Regions from separate parts of the Mus musculus genome. Here region 1 is linked to region 2. The links are chromatin contacts, called in public HiChIP or PLAC-seq maps. All regions are on one chromosome and are shown on one strand. The core of a region is the stretch at or near the end of the contact, and the rest is flanking DNA. Distances in the headings are between cores, read along the strand shown. Region 1 holds the start of Cfap299 (cilia and flagella associated protein 299). Region 2 has its middle 36 kb from the start of Cfap299.

Evidence for each region. HiChIP or PLAC-seq counts read pairs in DNA pulled down with a chosen protein or histone mark.
Region 1: an H3K27ac HiChIP or PLAC-seq map of epiblast stem cells shows a contact between it and region 2. The contact joins the promoter of Cfap299 here to the enhancer-like site in region 2. A contact is called at or near these places in 1 of 15 datasets of contacts at CTCF or cohesin (CD8 T cells), 1 of 484 Hi-C or Micro-C datasets (the C2C12 cell line), 2 of 115 datasets of contacts at active chromatin or transcription factors (embryonic fibroblasts and epiblast stem cells) and 1 of 9 other capture datasets (adipose tissue).

Annotation. Positions count from the first base shown.
Region 1 is chr5:98,327,355-98,331,344 of GRCm38.p6, forward strand. Cfap299 (cilia and flagella associated protein 299) reads left to right here and starts at 1,950. Exons shown (of 6, transcript NM_001024614.1): 1 at 1,950-2,110. The coding sequence starts at 2,000.
Region 2 is chr5:98,290,835-98,295,108 of GRCm38.p6, forward strand. No RefSeq gene overlaps it. Among named protein-coding and RNA genes, the nearest start is that of Cfap299, 36 kb to the right of the region's middle. Within about 2 kb of position 2,802, at least 16 of the 459 cell types and tissues checked have an H3K27ac peak or open chromatin away from gene starts, as enhancers often do. A contact at or near this core is called in epiblast stem cells, where this site is marked.

The sequences.
Region 1 (3,990 bases), core at 700-3,199, 36 kb after region 2:
GAAGGTAGAAATCGTCCTTGATATCAGAGTGCCACAGGGTCAGGAATTCCAACATTCCTTAGCTGTTTTATGATTTCAAGAGGACGATAAAACCTTGGTGTGGGAGGATGGCAGAAACAGCGGTAACACATGTAAGCACAGCCCAGCACCCCCTAGACGAGCAGCGTGCAGTAGTGTGAGTTCCATTCTGAAGCCATGGCCACCACAGCTTCTCCTGTTTGGGTCCACGGCTGGTCTCGTTTGAAATCTCTTTTACTACACCTTTCAACTTCAGTCAGCTTCCTCCTTCCAATCCTCTTTCCTGTGCCCCTCCCTACTGTCCACCTCTCCCTCCATCCCACACAGAACTTGCGTTTCTTGCCTCCACAGTTTGGAAGATGCGCCTACTGTTTCTAGGCTTTGTATCAATCCGTGTTCCTTACCACACGTTTATTTTTCTTTCTAATAAACAAACTTCTGTATTTGGTTTTACACAGCTCTTTATAACCTATCTTTACATCCACATGCCCCTGTGAGAGAAAAGGACTATTGTTATTTTTTGGGTTTGCTTTTTTGCACCCGACACTTTGGCCAAGTCATTTAAACTCATCCTGTCTCCATATGGAGGATAACACCAATGCTGGTTTTCTAGTGAGTTTGTTGTTGTGATTAAACGAAATAATGGAGATTGTATGGTACTTAGAACAGGGCTGGTATGTGGTAAATTCAAATCAATCACCACACGGAAGCAAGTTTCATATCCTGTGGACCCCAGCGGCAGAAACTTTTTTTTTTTTTTTTAAGCTTTCTGTTGTGTTCAACACACCCAGAATAATGCCTCTGGGACAGAGAGGGGGTGGGTGGTAAGAGAGCACATGGCTGAAAGGTCAGGGTTCTGTAGGACTGAGAAGCTGATATGAGAGGAGCTAGGAGGAGCCTGAATGTCAGCTTGGACTTGAAACCAGGTACATGAGATGCCTAGAGGCCAGCTTGCCCTTCAGAATGCTAAAAGACACAAAAGGCACTTGTCCTCAAGTTTCTTTTGGACCAGACAGTACAGAGACCTCTCCTCTCTACTTGTGATAATGTTTTAGGCCACATGAAATTTTTTCCCCTCTATGCTTGGAGTTTAGTTTCTATAGCTTTCTAGATAATTATACAATATAAATTGTTGGTAGCCTGTTTTTAAAATAAAGCTATAACTTATTGTGCAACTTGGGGTCTTAAATAGACCTGGCTTTACTTTGCCCCCCTCCCCCCCAAAAAATGGAAAAGATTCATTGCAGAATCTGATTTGATTTCTACAAATGCTGAGATGATTGTAAAGTCCCTTGGCATAACAGCAAGCATCTGTGCTTCTGGTGTGGAAACAGTTGTACAAGTCTGCTCTAATGAGAAATGTTTCAGATTCAATTTTATACTATAGTATTTTAAAGAAATGAGTAAATAGAAACACAAGTCAATATCAGCTTCTCAATGGGATATATCATTCCATGATTAGGATCCCTCCCCCCCAACCCAATTTTTTAAAGGACGTTCAAGGAGGCAAGATTTTTCAAGTAATTTTCAACTTATTGAAATTTAAATAACAAAAAGTAAAGGAACTGAAAGGCAGAAGGCAGGAGCAAAGGAGATCACTAAGGCTGCTTCGTTTGGGAAGTTTATACATTGTTCCTGGCACACAAGTAACCAACCATAACTTGCCTTTAAGTTGTAATTTATACAACTGATCACGTGCTATTTTGAAGCACCCAGCAAGACTATTTCCCCTAGATTTCCGGGATACTCTTCTGTCGAGGTTCTTACTGCAAACACTGAGCAGGCACCTTCGGACTTTGCTAAGGCTTTTACACCAAAAAAGTTGGGTTTGCCCTGCAGGGCTGACCGCTCCCAGGGGTTAGAAGCCGCCCAGGGATCCGGCTGGGGCAGGGCCAGCGCAGCGCCCTCTGCCCCGCCCCCGCAACCGGCGCGCGTCCGGCCCGCCCACACCGGTTACTAGGGACGCGTCGGTGTAGCCGCGATGGATCAGGACGAGGGGCTGACGGCCGTGGACAACATTGTCACACAGTTCAACACCTATGAAGACTTCCTGGACTCTCAGATCACTACGGTCGACCTGTACTACCTGGAGGTAAGCGCGGGTCCGTCTTGCTGGCCGCGGCGGGGCTTGGTCGCCCCCTGGCGGTGACGGCGCTCACCGCAGGCCTCTGGCTTCGAGAGACTTCTCTGCAGGCTGCAGGAGTCCCCAGCCCTCCAAACGCTGGTGCGCTGCACAGAGGCCGACTTGGTCGCTGTAAAGTAGTAACAAGGCATAAAACCAGGAGGACGCGTTGCTGTGTGCACCTGAGGGCAGGGCAGCGGGAGGTCCCGGATGCTCGAGAAGACTTAGTTGGAGGGATCTTCAAGCTCCGAGCTCCTAACTCCCAACTGCAAGTCTCACAGCCTGGGCTCAGGTTTTCAAAGGAGTCCATCTCCATATTAAGGACAAACAGAGCAAGCACCATTGGGGGCGGGGGGGGGGGGGGAGAATCAACCCTACAGAACTCTGGGAAGGACTTGAATTTGGCCAACTCCCCTCATTTCTCCTGTGCACAAGGCAGTTTATCATATAGACACCCCTCCTTTTTAAATAGGTGCCACTGTATGAAAATAATCTTAAATGAAGAAAATTTGTCCCTTTTGAAATTATCTGTTAAAATAGTTACAAAACATGATTTTTAACAGCAACAGCAGCGATATCACCAAACAACCAAGCTTTTACGTTTATTAGATGGGTAACTTAAAGTTCCATTTGTGTGTACGCACACATGCATAAAAAGTCAGTGGGCAACTTGGAATCGGTTCTGAACTTGTATTCTGTGGTGTCCAGGGAATGAACTCAAGTTTGGCAGCAAGCACCTTTTCCTTAAGCCGTCTCTCCTGCTTTTAGCCAATATTTTAAACCCACAGAAGTTGCTTTAAATCCTTGCATCTGAAATGAAGCCACTGAATTGATAATTACAATAGATGTTGCAAGAAGCTTATGTAGAAAGAAGGGGAGGTAGGAAGAGAAAGGGTGAGTCCATCTTAATTATCTGACCGGCCAGAGGATGAGGAGCGCGGTTGGCACTTGGTTGGTAGACCGGAAGTAGTGATGCGGAAGTAGTGATGCGGAAGTAGTGATGCGGAAGTAGTGATGCTCCGGAGGTTGAGGAGCGTGGTTGGCGGGACGGAAGTAGTGCGTCTCCATCCTCTGTTTCCCGTGTTCACTAAATAACGACAGAACACTAAAACAACTGCATTGCCACGGCAGCGAGTAACATTAGCTTTGCTGAACTAATTAACAACTTTTATTCTATAAGTTAGCATCATCTAATAAAACCAACCAGTTCAGTGAGTGGAGAAATGATTGACAAGCTTCAGCAAAATTGCTAAGCTATGGGTTTTAGATCCTTTTCCAGTCATCTGCCCCTCTGACTAAACACAGTCCTTCTCTTTAGTGGCTGCCTGCGGACTACCGGAAAAATAAAAATTCCAGTTGAATTTCTTTTCTCAGGTAAGGGGTGAAAGAAATATTAAAATGATTTAAAGATTTCCCTAGATAATGGATTCCAGTCATGGATAAATTAATTACAGATATAAACGACATGAAGTTTTACTCAAAATATTTTTTTTTCCAATACTGAGAACATTTTGGGCTAAGGATATAGCTCGGTAGTAGAGTGCTTGCTGGTTTGCTTGAGGCCCTAGGTTTAATCCCCAGTACACACACACACACACACACACACACACACACACACACACACACACGCAACGACACGCCAGCTAATTTTGATATGCTTTGACTAGCTCAATGGTTTGGCACTTCTAAAAGTCACCATGGCTAGTATACATTCCCCTCCCGTATTCTTGAATTAATATTTGCTAAATCCATATTTCATCTCTTCGACCACAAACCCAATCAGGAAATGGTACCTCGGGCCTTTAGGGCCCTAGGCCTTTAGGTCTGTTCTCCTTGTTCCCCCATCTCGG
Region 2 (4,274 bases), core at 1,552-4,051:
CAGTCAGAAGTGGTGGAGGCGCGGTCACAGCAATGGGACACACTAGGTATCTTTCTTCTAGGACTCTGAGTCAGTCTCCACAGTGGATTACTAAACACATTCCAGAAATCTCATAAGTTACTACTGCTCTAAAAATGGACATAATTACAGATGAGCAAACCTACCGCAGAGCTTGATGTAATCTTTAAGCTAATTAACACAAACTATTTGCAACTGGCTTTTACTCCACTTTTCTAAAGATTGCATATATGTTACTACAAGTTCATAGACCTTCCATTACAGACAGGGCCCCTTCCCCAGCATACTGAGACCCAGAAAGTAGAGACTGACATTGAGGGATAGACAGAGCAGACAGTTCCAATAACTGGAGTTGTTTACTTCCACCAGCACCAGTCAGAGGTGTGGGAATCCTTTACAAATCCCATTATTTTAAGGGTTTACCAGTAGATTCCTCTGGGTGTGGGAGTACTAAGATCTGGAGTGCGCAACACCTAAGATCCCTGAGTGCCGCAACAGCATTGTTTTTATTGCTATGCGACCGTCTGCATTCTATGGTGGTGAAGGCGATGATTCACCCCCAAAATTCTTCTTTTTGGGACTGACTGAATGTTACTAAATTCTTGAAAATAAACATTTTTTTTTTTTCTGTCCAAAGGTGCTCTTAACTCAAATATCATAGCCATAGCAAGGCTTTCAGGTGCGCAAGGGTTTCCTGAAAGGGCTTTTTACTGTAGAGTGTCCTGTCTTTATGTTCATATGAAGGTGGTGTCTGGTATAAGCCAGAGTGAGTCAGGTGCTTTGACTGCAGAACCACAGACCGTGTAGTTTTCCTTCAGGTTGGACCTGAGACTGGAATACTGGATCGACGTCCATCCCAAGATCTGGAGGCAAAGTTTACAAACTGGATTGTCTTTTTTTTTTTTTTTTTTTTTTTTTTCCTGTCTTCTCCTTCAATGCCATATAGCGGGTATTCATTTCTGCTTGAATTTCTATAATATGCTTATCCTTGAGACTCTATAACACATACAATTCAAAACATTAGTTTCCTCTTTTCTATTGAGGCAGTTATGGGAAGGGAGGCTTTTGAAGCAAGGTTCAGAAAGGACAGGGACGGGGGTGGGGGGGGACGACGACGACACACACTAGGAATTAGATGTCAATTCGGTTAGCTGAACTGGAACACAGAAAGTCTATGGTTGGCATACAAGAGATGCTCAGACCCTGAGGATGAGCTTGACCAAATGAAAGGCTGCTAATGGATCGTGGACACTCGTTTAGTTACTTACATCTTGTGTGTACCCTTCAATGAGCCTTTGATTGCACTGAATCCTTTTGTTCATTCTGAGATATATATATATATATCTCATATTCATATATATATATATATATATGAATGAGAATGTTTCTTTTCAAACTTAAACTTACAGCCATGTTTACATATGATTTTCAATCAGGGATACAAATCACATTTACTTTTAACATCAAAGAACCAGAAAACAAATTGCAGGCATCAATTGTCACAAAACCCAGCACCCGAAGCCCCTATCTTTGAGATACCTCTGTCTCATTATAATTTGACCTGGTCTTACTTCAGGAGTAGTTGAGAGAATATTGCTCATTTTTCTTAGCTGTCAAGATTCAGTTTGATCCATCGCAGATCCCTAAAGCTATGTAGGGAGCTCTCTCCTTAATTCCAGTGGTTTCATTTCTAAGCATCTGTAATAGTCCCTGCTGGGTTCAGGGAGAGTTTTGCTTGCTCGGAGTGTGAGATCACGCCCTCGGTAATTACAGTGAGCGTGCCGTGAAAATATGTGGTGAATATAATGTCAGGAAATCATGCAAATTTTATTATCACCGGTGAAGTGGTGGCTGGTGGAGAACTTGTCAGTATTTTCAACGTGAAGCCTAATTACCTTGATTTACTTGTACTGCCATTCATAACCTTGCTGCGATGTTGCTCCTGACAGCGCTTCTGCATTTTACAAGGAAGGAATAACGCCATGTAAATAATTTAAAAACAATAAATCATTTAGAGTGGCTTTAAACCAAAACCTAATGCAGTAGCTGGCTGAGTATTTGCTACACTGAACAGGTAGCTGGCACGCAGAATTCATCTGTGTCTAGGAGGTATTTACTCCTAAATTCCGTAAATGCGGAAAAGGCAGGTCGGAAAAAGATCGGAGACCCGAAGCCTATGAGCGCATCCGCCCTTTTACCTTTTGGACACCGTATGGAAAATGGGGAAATCAAACTCTAGTCATGGTCCTCCTACTTCAAACAGAGATTTGCTGAGTTACGCCAGGCAAATGACTAATTAAGGCTGCTTCTCTGAGCAGAGCTGGCTGAGCTTTGGAGAGGGGGTATCTGACTTGCCCCGGGCTGCATCGCCACCTCCTCCTCCCCCATCCCAGAGCTGCAGGGGAAAGGACCTGAAAGGTTGGGAGCAGGGGAAACAGAGCTGGCAGGTAAACAGCCGGGGGCGGGGGGGGGGCTGGAGGGGGGGAGCTGGAGGAGACACTTTTCTCTCTAGTCATTTCTCCACACAAAGCAGATAATGAAAAGCAAAAACCCATCGGACAAAGCTTCTACTTAAGTAGAAAGGTAGGAGGACTCGCTTTATGCCGGAGGGAGCATGGGGCTGCCAGCTGCTTCTGGACAATTGCGTTCCTACTGGGTGCCAAGCAAGTCATTATCTCTTTTAATCCTCACAACAATTCTCTGAGGTAGGTATGACTATCCCCTTTTACAGATAAGGACAAAACCAGAGTTAGATTAAGTAATTTGCCTGAGGTCACCGGCTAGGGAGTGACTATCAGGATTAAGTCTGAAACCCTCTGACTCAGGCAACACTCCCTCCATCCCGACTCTGTTCCCTCCCCCACAAGCCGACTTCTTAACTCTGGGAATTCACATATAATTTAGACATGCCTTTGACGTTGTCCTGTGAACATTCAGACTAGTGGAACCCTTCTGGTGATAAAGCATCCTGAAGGCCATCCGTCCCGCTCTGCCTCTACTTCCCAGAAAGGTGTCTTGGCTGGTTCTGCCCTCTTACTGCCCAAGAAAGGGCACAAGTATACGTGCTTGATACAGGTGATAACACAGTTTCTTCTTCGCTGATTCCATTGCTTGGCACCCCACCCCCACCCCCATCCCAAGTTCCCGGGCAGCTGTTCCCCCTTACCCATTTTTCTTCAGGAAAGACAGAGTATTTTTGCTGTTCCTTTCAAAGCAGGAACATTTGAATAATTTTTACCTTAGACTACCTTTTTTTTAACCTTGGTTCTGAGTTCTGTCTGCCTAAGACCCACCTAGAGTAGAGGGCTTGCTCTCTGGTCAATCAAAAATCCCCAGTGCCATGCTTTGGCTCACCCTAGGGATTAATAAATGTTAGTTCCTTTTACATGGAAAATCTTCAGCATTGTACATATTTCCCTCACAGAAGCAAATGATCCCGGCCTCTTAGATTTGAGGATTTAGTCTGCTTCTGTTTACCATTAGTGGTTTCCTTGAATATAGAAAATTGTGAGTTTTTTCCTTAATGTTTATTAATCTGTAATTTTGTAAGCAAAACTCTGGCGTATATGTGCCTACTCATGTCTACATGGCAAACGAAAGTGCTATGGGCAATCATGGTTGTTCCACCGTTATAGAAAGCACTTCATTTCATACACATTTGAAACATTTTGAGGAAGAAAGTTTTGTTTTTAAATAAAAATTCCCCATTATCTGTTTATTGATACACATTAATTGTTCAAAACGATGGGTTTCATTATGAAGTCTTCATACTTGTATATAATGTACTTTGACCATGCTCACTCCATATTACCTTCTGTTACCCCTCTCTCCAGACACCTTTCTTTTCCTAAGTCCTTTGTGGTAAAGGCTCAAAAAGGCAACTGTCACTTGTTTCCCTCATATGCAGGATGGAGATTTCTTTTAAAGAACTTCACTCCTAAAGAAGGAAGGTGAAATGACAGGGCCTGTCAGTGCAGACTTGCTGATGCTCTCAGGGTCAGTGTTTACTGGTTGTCAGTCACTGCTGAGGGCCTTGGGGACTCTTGACTTCTGTGGTACAAGACCTTTATAGAAAGAACCTGGTGGGCTTTTATCAATGAACTGCCCTTCTCAAAGTCCCATGCCAGGACCAGCTTGTAGAGTACCTGGGATCTTGTTGGAAATGCAAATTCTCAGACTTACTCAATCAGAACCTGTGGGCAGGAGGCCTAGGGAATCTGTCTCAGCAAGTCCTGCAGAGGGTTCTGGTGAGCAAG